3 separate regions of the Ovis aries genome follow, and regions 2 and 3 are each linked to region 1. A link is a contact called in public Hi-C data. All regions are on one chromosome and are shown on one strand. Each heading gives the region's core, a stretch centred on a gene start, on an enhancer-like site or on the middle of the called end of the contact. The rest is flanking DNA. Distances are from core to core; before and after follow the strand shown.

What was found. Hi-C and Micro-C count contacts between places; a contact is called where the count stands out from the background.
Region 2: a contact with region 1 is called in a Hi-C map of tail adipose tissue, with 4 times the contacts expected there. The contact joins the enhancer-like site here to the promoter of TSPAN18 in region 1. A contact is called at or near these places in 10 of 16 Hi-C or Micro-C datasets (blood, hypothalamus, liver and 6 more).
Region 3: a Hi-C map of muscle shows a contact between it and region 1, with 2.9 times the contacts expected there. The contact joins the promoter of CD82 here to the promoter of TSPAN18 in region 1. A contact is called at or near these places in 2 of 16 Hi-C or Micro-C datasets (muscle and skin fibroblasts).

Annotation. Positions count from the first base shown.
Region 1 is chr15:73,702,847-73,707,482 of ARS-UI_Ramb_v3.0, reverse strand. TSPAN18 (tetraspanin 18) reads right to left here and starts at 2,762. Exons shown (of 11, transcript XM_060399535.1): 1 at 2,490-2,762.
Region 2 is chr15:73,886,626-73,891,261 of ARS-UI_Ramb_v3.0, reverse strand. TSPAN18 (tetraspanin 18) reads right to left here. Exons shown (of 11, transcript XM_060399535.1): 7 at 22-96. Among named protein-coding and RNA genes, the nearest start is that of TP53I11, 38 kb to the left of the region's middle. Within about 2 kb of position 2,296, at least 5 of the 54 cell types and tissues checked have an H3K27ac peak or open chromatin away from gene starts, as enhancers often do. A contact at or near this core is called in muscle and tail adipose tissue, where this site is marked.
Region 3 is chr15:73,553,603-73,558,238 of ARS-UI_Ramb_v3.0, reverse strand. It overlaps CD82 (CD82 molecule), which reads right to left and starts at 2,301. Exons shown (of 11, transcript XM_060399530.1): 1 at 2,192-2,301; 2 at 1,383-1,434; 3 at 545-622. It overlaps LOC121816714 (a long non-coding RNA gene), which reads left to right and starts at 2,582. Exons shown (of 2, transcript XR_006056414.2): 1 at 2,582-2,996; 2 at 4,031-4,162.

The DNA.
Region 1 (4,636 bases), core at 1,513-4,012:
GGGGCAGTTTTTGCTGGACCAACCCAAGATGTCCTAATTCCTATTCCAGATGAACTGATGCCTCTAAAAAGTGGTCTGGAACTTTCGTCCATATACTGCCATTTCAGCCTTGGGCTGGGTAAAGACACCCCAGAGGTCTGCCATCTGAATGCATCTGGGGCCTGTTGGACCAGGAGGCCTGAAATTCTACTGGATCAGAGATCTTAGGGTTTCCCAGGGAGCACACTGAGCCCACACATGGTACTCAAACATGGACGTCCGCTGCCCTCAGAGTCTCAGTCCCCTCCTCTTTCCGGGGCAGGTTGGGTGTGAAGGGGGTGGGCAGGGAAGACGGGTAGAACGCAGACCTGCCAGCCCTCTGGGGGCCCCCTGCTCACTCCCAGGTTCCAAGGAGGGCTATTCTGGGCAGGCTTCCCTCCACCGAAAATCGAGTCATAAAAAACAAAACTGAACACAAACAAAACAACTCCTTTTGTTTTCTGGCCCCGTGGAATGTCTTGAAGACAAACCCAGAGACAGCAAGCCTCTCCACCCTTTCCCCTGTCTCCTCCCTTCATGTCCTCTTCTACTCAAAATAAAAACCATGCTGCTCTTTCTTCAGGGCAACTTTGTCCTACATCAATTTGAGAGCATCCAATTAAAAAAAAAACATTTGCTACACCGAAAGCAAGAACCTCAGCTCTCTTTCAAGGACCACCCCGTTTTCGTCACCTTTGCAAGGGACTCTGGGGACATGAGAGGAAGGAGGCGGGGGGCTGGGGGTGGGTGGGTGGAGGGCTGCCCCATGAGCCACTGTTTGGAGCCGAGAGAAAGATGAAAACTTGCACCGGCCGCTACGAGGCCACTGCACATTCTTAGGTTTGCTCAGTTGTACTCACTCGGGGTGCTGGGAGGAGGGAGAGGATTAGAAAAAGATGAGACCACAGTCCCTTTAGTGTCCCTTCAATGTCGAACAGCCCCACCTGTGACAAAGATGATGCTCTTCATAGAAGCCAGCAATTTTCTCCTTTCCAAGGCCTTAGCACAGACTCACAGGTTCAACACACAGGGGCCCTAAATTTAGTCCCACAGTGGGACACACAGCAGGTTTCCACCAATAATTGTGAAATGAGCGGATGAATGTGGCCTGTGGACTGCAGACCCCAAGAGGAGGGGCTCTTGTTTGAGAAATTTACCACTGGACTGCTGAAGTCTTTTAGGCGCCCCCATCAACCCCACCCCGTGCCCAGAGAAAGAATCCGCCCCAAGACTCTCAACCCACCCACACCAGAAAAGGCTCTGGCCAGATCCCTGGAACAAAGGTACAACTTTCACAAAAAGGATGCATTCAGCCATTTAGGTTTCAGGCTTCATAGAAACCTCAGAAAGTTAATTCTCCCATCCAATCATTTCACACCGATTTGCTGTTAATGTAAAGTTCTCCTCCTTTTTGTTTTTCTGGGGGTAAAATTTTTTTTTATTCACCCAGACATCCTGCCAGGTCGCCCAAGAAAAACCAGCTTTTGAAAGCCAAGCTTTCCTATGCACAGTTATAACTGAGGGCACCCCAGCTTCACACTCCGACCCTCTCCCCCTTTCCGCCGGGGTGCGGTGCTCCTCAGGGGGGGTCCCTCGTGCGTTGAGGGGTGGTCTGTGGTTGCGGTCTGTCGCTCCTGGATTTCCGTGCGTTTGTCTCGCTGAAACCAGAACTCGCCTTTCTAGGGGTGAAAGGGCCAGAGAGGGGCGCCCCCTGGCGGGAGCCAACTCCCCTCAATACGGCCGGGACGCCAAGCCGGCGCGAACCCACCCGTGCCCGCCAACCCTCCAAGCGTTCTTCCACTGCGCCCCTAAATCTGGATGTGCTCAAGTTTCGGATCCACCGAGCACCTCGGAGTCTCGGCTTCCCCAAACCGCACACACCGCGTTCGGAATAAAGGGGGAACCACCCCCCTCCCCGAAGGAAAGCGTGGCGCCCCCGCCCCGGCCCGCTCCCAGGGACCCCGAAGGCGGCCGGCCCTCGGTGGCCCCGCTGGGCCGGGCAATCCCCACAGCCCTGATCGTAGCTCCTAATCCCTAGTCCCTACCTGCGCCCCTCCCCATCCCCTTACAGAGCGGCGTGGCGCGCACCCCCGCCCCTCCGGACTCAGCCCTCGCCGAGCCCCTAGACCTCGTAACCACACCTGCCCCCCTCCCCGCGCCGTTCTGCAGGCGCCCCCGACTCACCCGGCCCGGAGCGCGGGGCCGTGGTGCACCTGTCCCCGGGGGACGCCGCCGGCCCTCGGCGGGTTCGGAGCGCGGATGCGGGCGAGCACGTCTTCCCCGCCCCTTCCCCAGCCTATAGCCGAAGTAGAACTCGGTTCCCGGGCTTCCCCAGGACCATCCTGGGAGGGCCCCCCCATTCCACCCTCCACCCCCACCACGCCGGGGTGGGGGGGGCGCGTGGGTCCCCAAGTCCCCTGGGGGGCGCGGCGGCGGGGCGCGCGGAGGGCACAGAGGTGCGGGGCCCCTACCTTCCAGCCGCAGCGGCCGGACCCCGTGCCAACTCGCGTCGGCGGCCGCGGGGGAAACTTTCCCCCGGGCGGAGAGGCGCGCTCGCAACTTGCTCGGCGCCCGCTGCCTTCCCGGCGGTGGCGGCGGCGGCAGCGCGTCCAGGGACAGACTGGCGCGAGGCGGCCGCGGCGGCCGCGGCGCTCGCTCGGGGCTCGGGGCTCGGGCGGCCTCGCGCGGCTCCGCGGTGGATCGCTCGGCGCTGCGTCCGCCCCGCAGCCTGGAGCCCCGGAGTCGCCGGCGGCAGCTGCAGCCGCCCGCCCGCCCGCCGGCCCCACCTCCCCGCCGCCGCTCCGTCCCTCCCTCGCTCTCGCCCGCGCGCCCTCCCCTCCCCGAACCTCCTCCCCTTCAGTCTCCAGCCGCCGCCGCCGCCGCAGCCGCCGCCACCGCCGCCGCGAAGGCACGTCTCCGCCGGCGGGCCGGCCCCCCTCGCTCCCTCCCGGCCTCGGTCCCTGCCTTCTGGACGGCATCCCGGCCTCGCCCCGGGGGCCCCTGGGGCCTCTCCCTGCTCTTCTCCCCTTCCTTCCCTCTTGCCCGCCTCCCCGCCCTTGGTTCGTCTGAATTCAGGAGATCCGCTGGGAGTGTGCAGAGAGGGGTACCCTAGACAGGGGATGTGTTCCAGGGAAACGTCCACGCTGCCCCCTCCACGTCCCTGACCGGACCTCAGGGCTGGGGGTGGGCTGATCCTCCGTGGGACCTCGCTCCTCGGCTTCCCGCTGCCCTGGAAGGACCTGTTGAAAGCCAGGGGGATTCACTGTCCCTGGGCTGCTTTGGACTACTGTCCTTAACAGAGACACCTGGAGGGAGTGCGGCAGGAAGGAGGGGTTGGTCCAGGGGGGCTGGGGGGTGCGGCCCCCAGACGAGAGGCAAATGACTTGATTTCAAGAGGCCAGACCTGTGTCTCCATCTCAGGGCTTATCTGTTCATCTTTGTACAACTGCCTCAGCCACAGCCCCCGCTCCAGCCACTGACATGTGACTTTACCGAGACATTTAACCTCTGAACCTTTTCTGTGAAGTAGCTAATGCCCCGCCTGCCCGGACAAAATGGGCAAGCAAGCCGACCAAAGCAGACAGCCCAAGTGAAAGTGCCCCCTAACCCCCTAGAGGAGAGGGGGCCTGGGTTGCCCAACTCTTTTTCCCTGGGCAACAATTTTTTGAGTCCCAGTTCAGAAGCGTCCACACCCAGTGCCTGGCTGCCTGGACATTCAAACGGGCTCAAGCTCTGCGGGAGGCCCCTTGGTCAACTGATTCGCACTAAGGAGTGAGTGACTGCTAGGAGTTGAACCTACTCCAGTCTTGGACAGGAATGTCCAAGATGATGTCAGGCCACCGGGCAATGTTTGCAAGGGGCAGGAAGTCACTGCCTTTCCTTGCCCACATTCCAGGAAAAGGATACATCCTTCTAAGGACTTCGAAGATGTCTGGTCCTTAAAACTGTTTCACTGAGTAAATCGTGGGGAGGGTAATACCTTAGAGGAATGACTGGGGGGAAAAAAATAAACAAACCTGGATCCACAGTTTTTAAATGGACCCAGAGTGAGCAACGCCTAACCCAAGGGAAGAAAAATCTTTAGTGCAGTTTCTGTAAAACAAGGACAAAGAACACTTGAAAGGGCTTCAGGCTCCACATTTACCCCTTCAGCTGCCAAAACAGGGTTGGGGGAGAGGCTGACCCTTTGCACTGAGAAACCCCATAGGCTCTGTGTTTCTGGAATGCTCTTGGAAGAGGCCGGCTGTGTGGGCCTCCTTGGATGCGAGGCGCCACATAAATTTAAAGAGGAAGAAAGCGTGAACCTACCATGAGGGTGCTGGGGGCCTGGGAGGTGGGGGCCAGAGGCACCAGGAGGGAGGGATGGAGTTTCTGAGGGTCCGGGGGGATTGGCAGAAGCAGGCAGGGCTAAGCAGGAGAAGGGAGGGGTGAGAGGAGGACCGAGCAGGCCATTTGGACATTCGGACACCCAGCTGGGAGGAGAGCTCTGGTTCCAAGTCAGAGTTTCCCAGACCTCAGCCCTTCTCCTGCCTCCATGGATAATCTGGCCATATCTGCACACTAGACAGAACCATTTGCTTAATAGCTTTCTTTAAATGAACTCTTGGGTTTTTTGTTT
Region 2 (4,636 bases), core at 1,047-3,546, 180 kb before region 1:
CACACGAGGCCAGGTACGTACATTCCCCCTGAAGATGAAGGCCAGGATGGCTGCTGAGAGCTCTGCCAAGAAGATGATCAGGATGAACAAGAAGAACTGTAGAGAGAAGGGGGCAGCCTTGTGAGTCCCGAGGGCAGGTAGGAAGCGGACAGCTGACCGCTCTCTGAGGCACCCTTCCATCTGTCACACGATGGGGCAATGTACCCATTTCATAAGACTGAGGAACTTACCTGCCATAAACCAGACATTTTTCATAAAAGTCTATCTTTGGAGCCAACAAGGTTGTAATACAAATATGGAACAAATAAACATACACATACGTCTTCTGTGCAAATGGCACTCTTTAGAGGGCCCTTGTGCAGTGGGCGTTCTGACCAACCGTACTTGGCAGCCCTTGAAAAAGATCGATGTTGAAACTTGTTTGGACCTCCCCCAGGTGGACTGTCCAAGTAGTGGGAATCCTGAAGTCCCTGGGGATCCCTGGCTGGCTGTCCCCACCCTATCAGGCCCAGGCCACCTCTCCCTGCCTGGCTGCCCCTCATTCCCATGGGTAGTGGGGGTAGTGACGTTACTTTTCAGCTGCAATAAAGGAGCATGATTGGAGGGAAGGTGGTATGTCTATTAAAATCTGAAAACCCAGGGGCTGGGAGTCTGGAATCTAACAAAGTACCCCACCCCCACCCCCTGCTACTCTCTGCATATCTCCATGTCGCCACGACACCTCTTGCCTGGGGCACCTCACATGCTGAGCTCCCTGGAAGGCCCTGCCCTTGCTTGCCCACCAGCACCCTGCTTTCCAGACTCGGTTCCTGGCTCCCCCACATCCCAGGGCCCTGCAGAAGTGTGTACCACAGCCGCTGCGCCCCGCCGGATCACCACCATCAGCTGGGATCCAGCGGGCAGTGTTCTTGATGCCCGGACAGCACCGGTGCTGGTATACGGCTCTCCGATGAGTAAATGAATCCACGAGTGACCAGCTCACCGTAATGACCTTGCTATCTGCTATCTCCAGGCCCGGGCCATCATGGGCACTGTTGTGGGTGGATGGTTGTGTCCTCATCACTCAGCATTGTCCGCTTGCACTGGGACCATCCTGGAGCTGTCACCCCACGTGGAGACCACCAGCAGGGCCCTGAAGCCCCAGCCGCACATGCGCACGGCGGCCCCAGGACCTGCTCCCTTGCTCAGGCCAAAGTCCTCCGAACTTCCAGTGTGCACCGTGTGTGCCCAGGCTGGAAGGAAGCGAAGGGTCCTGAGCTTGTCCTCAGCACTTCAGCCCCCACTGCCTCGCTTTGAAAGTCTTAAGACCTGGAGGCTTTCCTGGGCTCCAGGATAACATGGTGTTAGGATGGTGTTCTAGAATCGGAGGTCCCCTGTTTCTTTCCACTGTGCCGCTTGCCAGCTGGGCTGGCTCTGTCAGCTTCTACCATGTCTGGGTTCCGGTTTCTCCATCAATAGAACAAGGGTGTTGATGGTCAGCAGCTGCTTTGCCAGGCTGCCCAAATGATTCAGTGAAATGGCTTATATACGATCCATGCCCAGGTGTTAAGCGCTGGATGCGGAAGGAGTGCGTGAGTGCTAAGTCGCTCCAGTTGTGTCCGACTCTTTGGGACCCTGTGAACTGTAGCCCACCAGGCTCCTCTGTCCATGGGATTGTCTCCAGGCAAGAATACTGGACTGGGTTGTCACACCCTCCTCCAGGGGATCTTCCTGACCCAGGGGTTGAACCTGCATGTCTTGAGTCTCCTAAGTTGGCAAGTGGGTTCTTTAACAGTAGTGCCACCCAGGAAGCGCCAAGCACTGGACAGGTGATAGTTATCATGCATTTTCCAGAGACCAGTGCTTGTCTCCAGGAAGGCCACGCTCGCGCTTGGTTCTGAGCCACCACTGAGCCATTCTCACGCTGTGCACGGCGCTCCACTGCATTATCTCACTGATGTGGTGCTAAATGCCCTGGAAAGTGCACGCACACTCCCGGAGTGATGAGCACGCGGAGTTCACGAGCTCCGTCTCATCCATAGTTTATAACTGTCTAAGCTGAGATCGATAGGCAGAGACAGCTCCGTCACATCACTGGGGTGGAAACCATTTCCGAGGCTGCTCTTTATGCCAGCCTGAGGACTGCCAGCAACTGCACTGAGAGGGCAGAGGGCAGGGCGGGTCTCCATGGAGGCCTTGTGAAACAGAATCGGATGACCATCTGTCACCAGCCAAATGGAGGTGCCAGGAGCCCTGCCAGGGCCCTTCATCACTGTCAGAGGGAGGAGAGGCTGCAGAGGCGGGGAACATACCTCTTAACCCAAGGACCAGCTCGTGGAAGTGGAGGGGGATGGGATGGGCACTGTGGCCTGGGGCAGGCTGCCCAGGGTACAGGAGGCCTTCTGTCACTCTCCTTTCCGGCTGGGGAGCTCTACCTCCCAACTTCAGTCCTAGGTCACCCCACACAGCTGACTGCAGTGAGGCTTACTGCAGGTCTGCTTCCTGACCTGTCAGAACCAGAGCCCCACGTTTTAAGACTCAGCTGGCCTGCAGGGTCTCTTGTGGATCAACACCAATCCTTTCGTTTTCAATTTATCAAATGCTTATATGTGCCAGGAACAGAGTTAAGCAAGATGTACATTTTCTTATTGAATGCTGATCACAGTATTATGGCGGGTAAGGTGGTATTATCATCTTCAGCTTACATATGAGGAATCTGAAGTTCAGAGAGCTTAAGTGACTGACCCCAGGTCACACAGCCAGGAAGTGGCACGGCAGGGATAAGAACCAGGCTTTTCTGACTGCAGAGGCCATGCTCTGGCCCAGGCCCCCTCTCTGCCCCTTCAGTCCAGGCTTGTCCCCAGGCTTTTCTGACTGCAGAGGCCATGCTCTGGCCCAGGCCCCCTCTCTACCCCTTCAGTCCAGGCCTGTTTACTGAGCACATGCTCTGTGCCAGGTACTGTGTTAGGTCGTTGTGGTTTAGTTGCTAAGTCGTGTCCAGCTCTTCTGCAATCCCATGGACTGTAGCCTGCCAGGCTCCTCTCTCCCTGGGACTACCCAGGCAAGAATACTGGAGTGAGTTGCCATTTCCTTCTCCAGGGCATCTTCCTGATCCGGGGATCAAACCCTCATCTGCTGCCTTGACAGGTGGATTCCTCATCATTCTGAGCCACCCGGGAAGCCCACTGTGCTAGGTACTGATATACAAATACACACAAGGGTGATGTGATCCCCACTCTGATGGAGTTTCCACTGAGCCAAGATTCATGATCCATGAAATGAAATCCACGAGATGAAAAGCATAAGTCCTGAGATGAGATGAAAGAATAAACCCGTAACTCATTGATGGGGAAAGCAGGTCTCCCCAGAGGAGGAGGGTCTGCAGATCTCCTGGCCACTGTTCCTGCCTGAAGCAGGGCCCCCCAAAAGCCTGGGCACGGAGTGGGTGACATGAGTGTGTAAGTCACCTGGAGGAAAGTGCAGGGCTGTGGGGCCAACATGAGTAACAAGATCACTTCTGCCAGCATCTCCAGCGTGAAACAATTGCCTCCTGCTTGACGAGATTACTCCTGGTTATTTGAAGGGGCATCCCGCCTGGACCCAGCCACAGGGCTGATGCTTTCTGGGGCTCCCCCGAACCAGGGCCTTTCCCAGAGTGTGTTTCTCTTGAGTTATCTGACCTCATCCCATTTGTCTGAGGGCACACTTGCCAGTAATTCCTCAACATCAAATTTACAACGCTTTGCATAGGATCAGGCGATTAATAAAGGGGTAAAAGCTGCTATTTTGCCTACTTGTGAGCATTTCCAGACTTTCCTAACCCATCTGCCTACAATACATCTGCTTTTCGCTCTCATTTCTAATAATATTTACCAAATTTACATACTTGTTGTACAATTCAGCTCGTTTTATCGCTTTTAAATTATACTCTTCCCTTTTTGCTATTCTCTTTTCCAATTTAGCATGCCTTGGTTATCAAATATTTTGAAAATGTGAAGCTTTCAATAAATGGGTTAGAAACATTCCTTGAACTGTTTATAGGTGAGCAGCTAGGCAAAAAGGGATGCCACAAAATGTCACTAATAGGCTGAAGTAGTCTTGTGGTCCATGAAAATGCTCTAGAATTGATCAACAGGACTGTTTGGAAAAATGTTTTAGAAAAGTAGGTCATTAGGTGACATCAGGACCATTGTTCCTGGGCTAAGGGTCACTGGGACCCCTTAGGGCTTAGCCTCCAAGCAGGGGCAGGGGTCCCCCAGGTGACCTCCATCTCCAGGCCTCCTCTCTCTGCGGGCCTTTGAGCCCCAGTTCCAGAGGGGACTGAAGTCACTCTCTTGGCTTCTCCCAAGACTAGTCTTTGCTTCTTCCCGAAAGGGTGACGAGGCGGCTCAGGCTTCTTTAACAAACAAGGAGGGGTGAGACTCGGTGCTGGAACCACCCTGCATGGCTGAGTCCAGGTTGGGAAAAAAAAGTGTTTCTTCTTACTTTTCAGATTATGAATCAATCTGAAAACCTTCCAGAAGCTGTGGGAATCCCAGAAACACGCAAGCATGCACCACACACACACAGAACACACATGTATAGCCACACACACAGAGGCCCAGACATAATATTTTGCATATAATTTTGGCTGAGTTTTGAACCGCTTGAGTGCATT
Region 3 (4,636 bases), core at 1,052-3,551, 150 kb after region 1:
CCCAGCATGCAATGGAAGAGCTGGATTCTGGCCGCCAGAGCAGTTCCATATCTATGACATCTCATCTGGCCTTGAGCTCTGGGTGTGAGTTATCTTCTCCAGCAGAGGCATGGTGGGGATAGGGACCCCACTGGGAGCAACTCAAAATGAGTGCAGAACCCGAAGGCTAGTTCATTTCTACCTCACATCACCTAGCTCCATCTGATATATAATAGATGTTAAGTAAACATCTGGGGGGTTATTTAGCCAGATACCTAACGACTGCAAGAGTATTACCCAAAACTCAGCTAGTCTTTGGTCTAGATGACACGCCCCCCCCAACCCCAAAATGGACAAAGTGTTGCTGGTGGCAGGTGGCGAGTTTTGGCTCTCACAAGGTCAGGAGCTTCAGCCAGCCCTCCAAAAACAGTCTCATTCCCAGGCAGGAAGCCAGTCTATCACCTGCCCATCCACATCAGAGCAGATGTCACACAGGGAGGGCTCACTGGGTGCCTGGCGCCTTGCTAAGCACTGTATACACATTATTGTATTATGTCCTCCCTACCAGGTGGCTCAGTGGTAAGGAATCCGCCTGCCAATGCAGGAGTTGCAAGTTCAATTCCTGGGTCGTCGGGAAGATCCCCTGGAGAAGGAAATGGCAACCTATTCCAGTATTCTTGCCTGGGAAATTCCATGGACACAGGAGCCTGGCAGGCTACAGTCCACAGGGTCACAAAAGAGAGGGACACAACTTAGCAGCTGAACAACAACCACCACTACCATTGATTACCATCACTATGCCCACTTTACAAATGAGGAAACTGAAGCATGGAAAGTGACTGGAACCCGAATCAATGTGGTCCCAACGCCTTGACCACCGAACTAGCTACTAGGGCCCAGCACAGAACACCCACCGCCACAGGGACAGAAACCTCCAGCCCAAGAAGGAACTTGGCATGCAGCAAGCGCCCTAGGCTCTGAGCTTGACTTTGGGCCCAACGTTTGGTGGGGTTTTCCCTTGTCTTCCCCACTCACCCAGATAAGACCTTGTCCCCTAGCTTCCGCCAGGGGCCTCCCAAGCCTCCTCACCTGGAAAAGCCCTGGGACGGGGCGGGGCGGGGCGGGGGGGGGGGGGGGCGCGGTGGGCAAAGTCCCCGCTGAGTTTCCCACCCCACGTCTTACTGGGCTCTCACAGGTGTGGGGAAGGGAAGGCTGAGACCTCCCAGACTTGGGTCACCACGCCCCCTCCGCTCTCCAGCTTTCCCAGGCCTGTGAGTTCAAGTCCCATCGGAGGAACGAGTGAGACCCTTAAAGCAATGCGCTTCAAGCTCACAGAGAGCCCCCTTTGCTCAGTGCCACTCTGCAGGGAAACAGACTAGTCTGGGTGACGCGATCTGAAATACCTGTTGCAGTCCGCTCTCGCTTTCACTTGCCGGCCTCACCTTCCGAGGGTTCCTAGCGAGAAAGGGCAGTGGAAGCACGGAGGCCACCTGGGTCCAGCCCCTCCTTGTACTGGAACCCGAGAGGTCCAAAGCCGGTTAATCGGGGGGGCGAGGGGGACGCGCCTGGGGTCACACAGCTGGTGCGCGGCGGAGGCAGAGAACTGGGAGGCGGGTGGCGGTCAGGACTTGGAACTTAAGCTCCTTCTCAATCAACCACCAGCTTGCCTGCGCGGCCCGACCTGTCACTTGTTCCGAGAAAGCTGCCCCGAGCGGGCTCTGGAAACTGGGGGCGAAGACTAACCTTGCTCCTGGTTTGCCGGAGGGCCTCCCCCACCCACTTCTCACCTGCCGCCTCTGCTCTTTTTTTTTTTTAGCTCGGCGCTGCAAGCTCAAGAGTCGCCCGCTTGCGCCCCAGTGCTCCGCGTCCGACTGCGCAGCGCCGGGTTCAGTCGCTCGATCGTCCGTTCCCCTCCCAGCGGTCTTCGGGGAACTCAACGGCCTCGGCTGGCCCCGCCCCCTCCAGAGGACACGCCCCCGGGCACGCCCCTCGGCCTCCGGACGCGGCCCAAGCCGCGCCTCCAGCTCAGCCTCCAGGCTCTACTGGAACGTGGCTGGGCTCCCAGCCCGACCCGGCTCTGCTCGCCTCGGCCTTCCCCCTCCTCGGGCCCTGTGGCGAGTGGAGCTGCGCCCCTTGCCCCGCCCCGCTTACGGCTCCCCCCCAAAACACTCCCGGTCGGCCCCGCCCCCACGGTCACCCTCCCTAGGCCTACCCCACTCCACCTCCAGCCGCCGGGCCTTGCCTGGATAAAAAGCTCTCTCTGGCCCAGGCCCCGAGCTCCAGCCCAGGCTGGGTGGGAAGCGCCCCGTCTCAGCGCTACCTAACGGTCCCGCCCCCTCCTCAGCCTTCCTCAACATTCCCAGGCTCCTCCCAGGCCGCTGGAAGGTCCTCCCAGCATCCCTGCCTCTGCCTCCCTCCGCTTCGGGGCTATATCCCCCCGCCACCAGCCCTCCTAGGAAGAGGCCACTCCCTAGGAACGCCCCTTCCCTCGCTTCACCGCCTGTCTAATCCTGCCCTGCCTTGGCAACCCTACCCCGGGCAGGCACGCCTCCGGGCGAGGGGGTGGGGGGCCCACACTTGGCATTCCAGGGCGGGTATATCCGGGTGCAACGGGGAACGGCGGCGTGGGAGCGGCTTGCGTTCCAAGTCCTGGCCTCTATCAAGACGTAGCTTGGACCCAGACACGATTTGAAAATACTAACAGCCACCACGGATTGAACTCTCGCCATGGGCCAGGCTCTATGCCAGACTCCGGCTTAAGAAGAGTACTTTACAAGGACTGGCCGTTGAATTCGCAAGACTCTGGCCAAGTGTTGCATCCGTTTTACCGATGAGCAACCTGAGGCTCAGAGAAGGGAAGTCAGGGGCCTCCCGAGTCTCACACGGGTGGTGAGCAGGACCCAGCCCCAGGGCCGTGAATCATAAGGCTTGATGCTGCACCAGCTTGTCTGGACTGGCCCCTGGAGAAGTAGCCCAGGCCAGCCAGCTGCTGAGACAGTTCTAGCAGGCTGCCGGAGGTAAGGGGAGGAGGCGTGGGGTGATGAGCTGGGTGGCAGGGAAGGGTTGCTGGTCCATCCCTGTGAAGGTGGCTTTCTCTCTTGAGAAGTGGCTCAGAGTTAAGATGGGTGGCAAAAGATCTTCAGATGGCTGTGGTACCCCCACTTGCATCCCATCGCCCTCCTCGGGTCCCTGTGTAATGACTAGAGCCATTGACCTGTCTTGCTGACAAAGCTCTTTCTCTCCCATTATCTCACTGACATCTCACAAGAACTTGATTATGCTGGTGTTGCATGGGTGGAGTAGGCTGGGGAGCTGGATCCCTGCCCAACAAGGTGGTTCCCGAAGCACAGTCCTCAGACCAGCAGCAGCAGCAGCAGTAGCATCTGGGAACTTGTTAGGAACATGTGTTTGGGGGCCCCATCTCAGATCTACTGATTAAAAAACTCTGAGGTGTGAGCCTGGCAAGTTTGCTTTAACAAGGCTTCAGAGTGATTCTAAGTCACACTCGAGAAACACTGTTCAGCATAAAGGTGAAGTTAGTGTGATGTGAGAATCACAAAAACCAGGGAGGCTCCTGGGAGCCTTGTGACCCAAGGCAAATAAGGAAGGTACTTAATTAACCTCTCTAGACCGAGCCCTTGAAAGGGAAAATCATGGGAACAATCTTGAGGGTGGCTGTTGAGGATTAAATGTGGTAATGCCCATGAAGTGTTTGGCCACTCTTAGACACCCTGCCTACTCAATAAATAACTGTTCTCTTTCTAGTAAAAAGTCTCCTTCATAGAATCTCCACATGAAGCTAGAGGAGTGGGGTTGGGGAGTCCTGTAAGCCTAGAAATGCCCCATAGTGTTATCCTCCCTAGAAGGACCCTGTCTTTCCTGCAGGGGGCCAAGAGCCTAAAAAGCCCTGGGTAATATTGATTCTGCTGGTCCACGGACCACACTTTGAGAATGATGGTGCTATTCTGCCTTGGGCTGGATTCCCACTCCCCACCCTAGCCAATCCGTGCAAAATGGGCATAAACTACCTTCCTTTCCTACCCTGCTCCAGATCCCCTTCCCTCAAGCCGGGAGTGTTGGTGATGGTGATTGGCAGGTGGCTAAACAGCTGGATTCCATCATCCCTCCCTACCCCCTTCCTCAACTGAACTGAACTGAAAATAAAACATGTCTGTTCTTCTGCCTTGAGAAATATTCTTTACAACGACCAAGAAGGCCATGCTGAAATTTAGAATTCTTGTACTCTGGAATTCTGTGCGGGAACGTGGCGGTGTGGAGTAAGTCGGCCCTGACCCCAGCCCTCCGTGCCACCCACCCCAGTTCTGTTCCTAGCTCCATCTCTGCCCTGTGTCACAAGTAGCCTAGGATGCTGGCCTGTGAACACCCCAGCCCACAGGCCCAAACTCTGTCTACACAACTTGCCTGCAGCTACCACTAGTCACATCTCTAGGGGTGCATAGGAGGGCATGTTGTCCCCCTGGATGGACCTGGAGAAGTTGCTCATATAAATCCTAAAACTATGCTTGGGCCATTTAGGCAGCAATATCTAGGTTTTTAGATACCTGAAGCATGATAGAGGAGGGGTTGGGGTGCAGGCTCTGGGTAGACACAGGTGGCCTCCTGTCCAGGGCGATGAGTGGCCCTGCCGTTCAGCCTG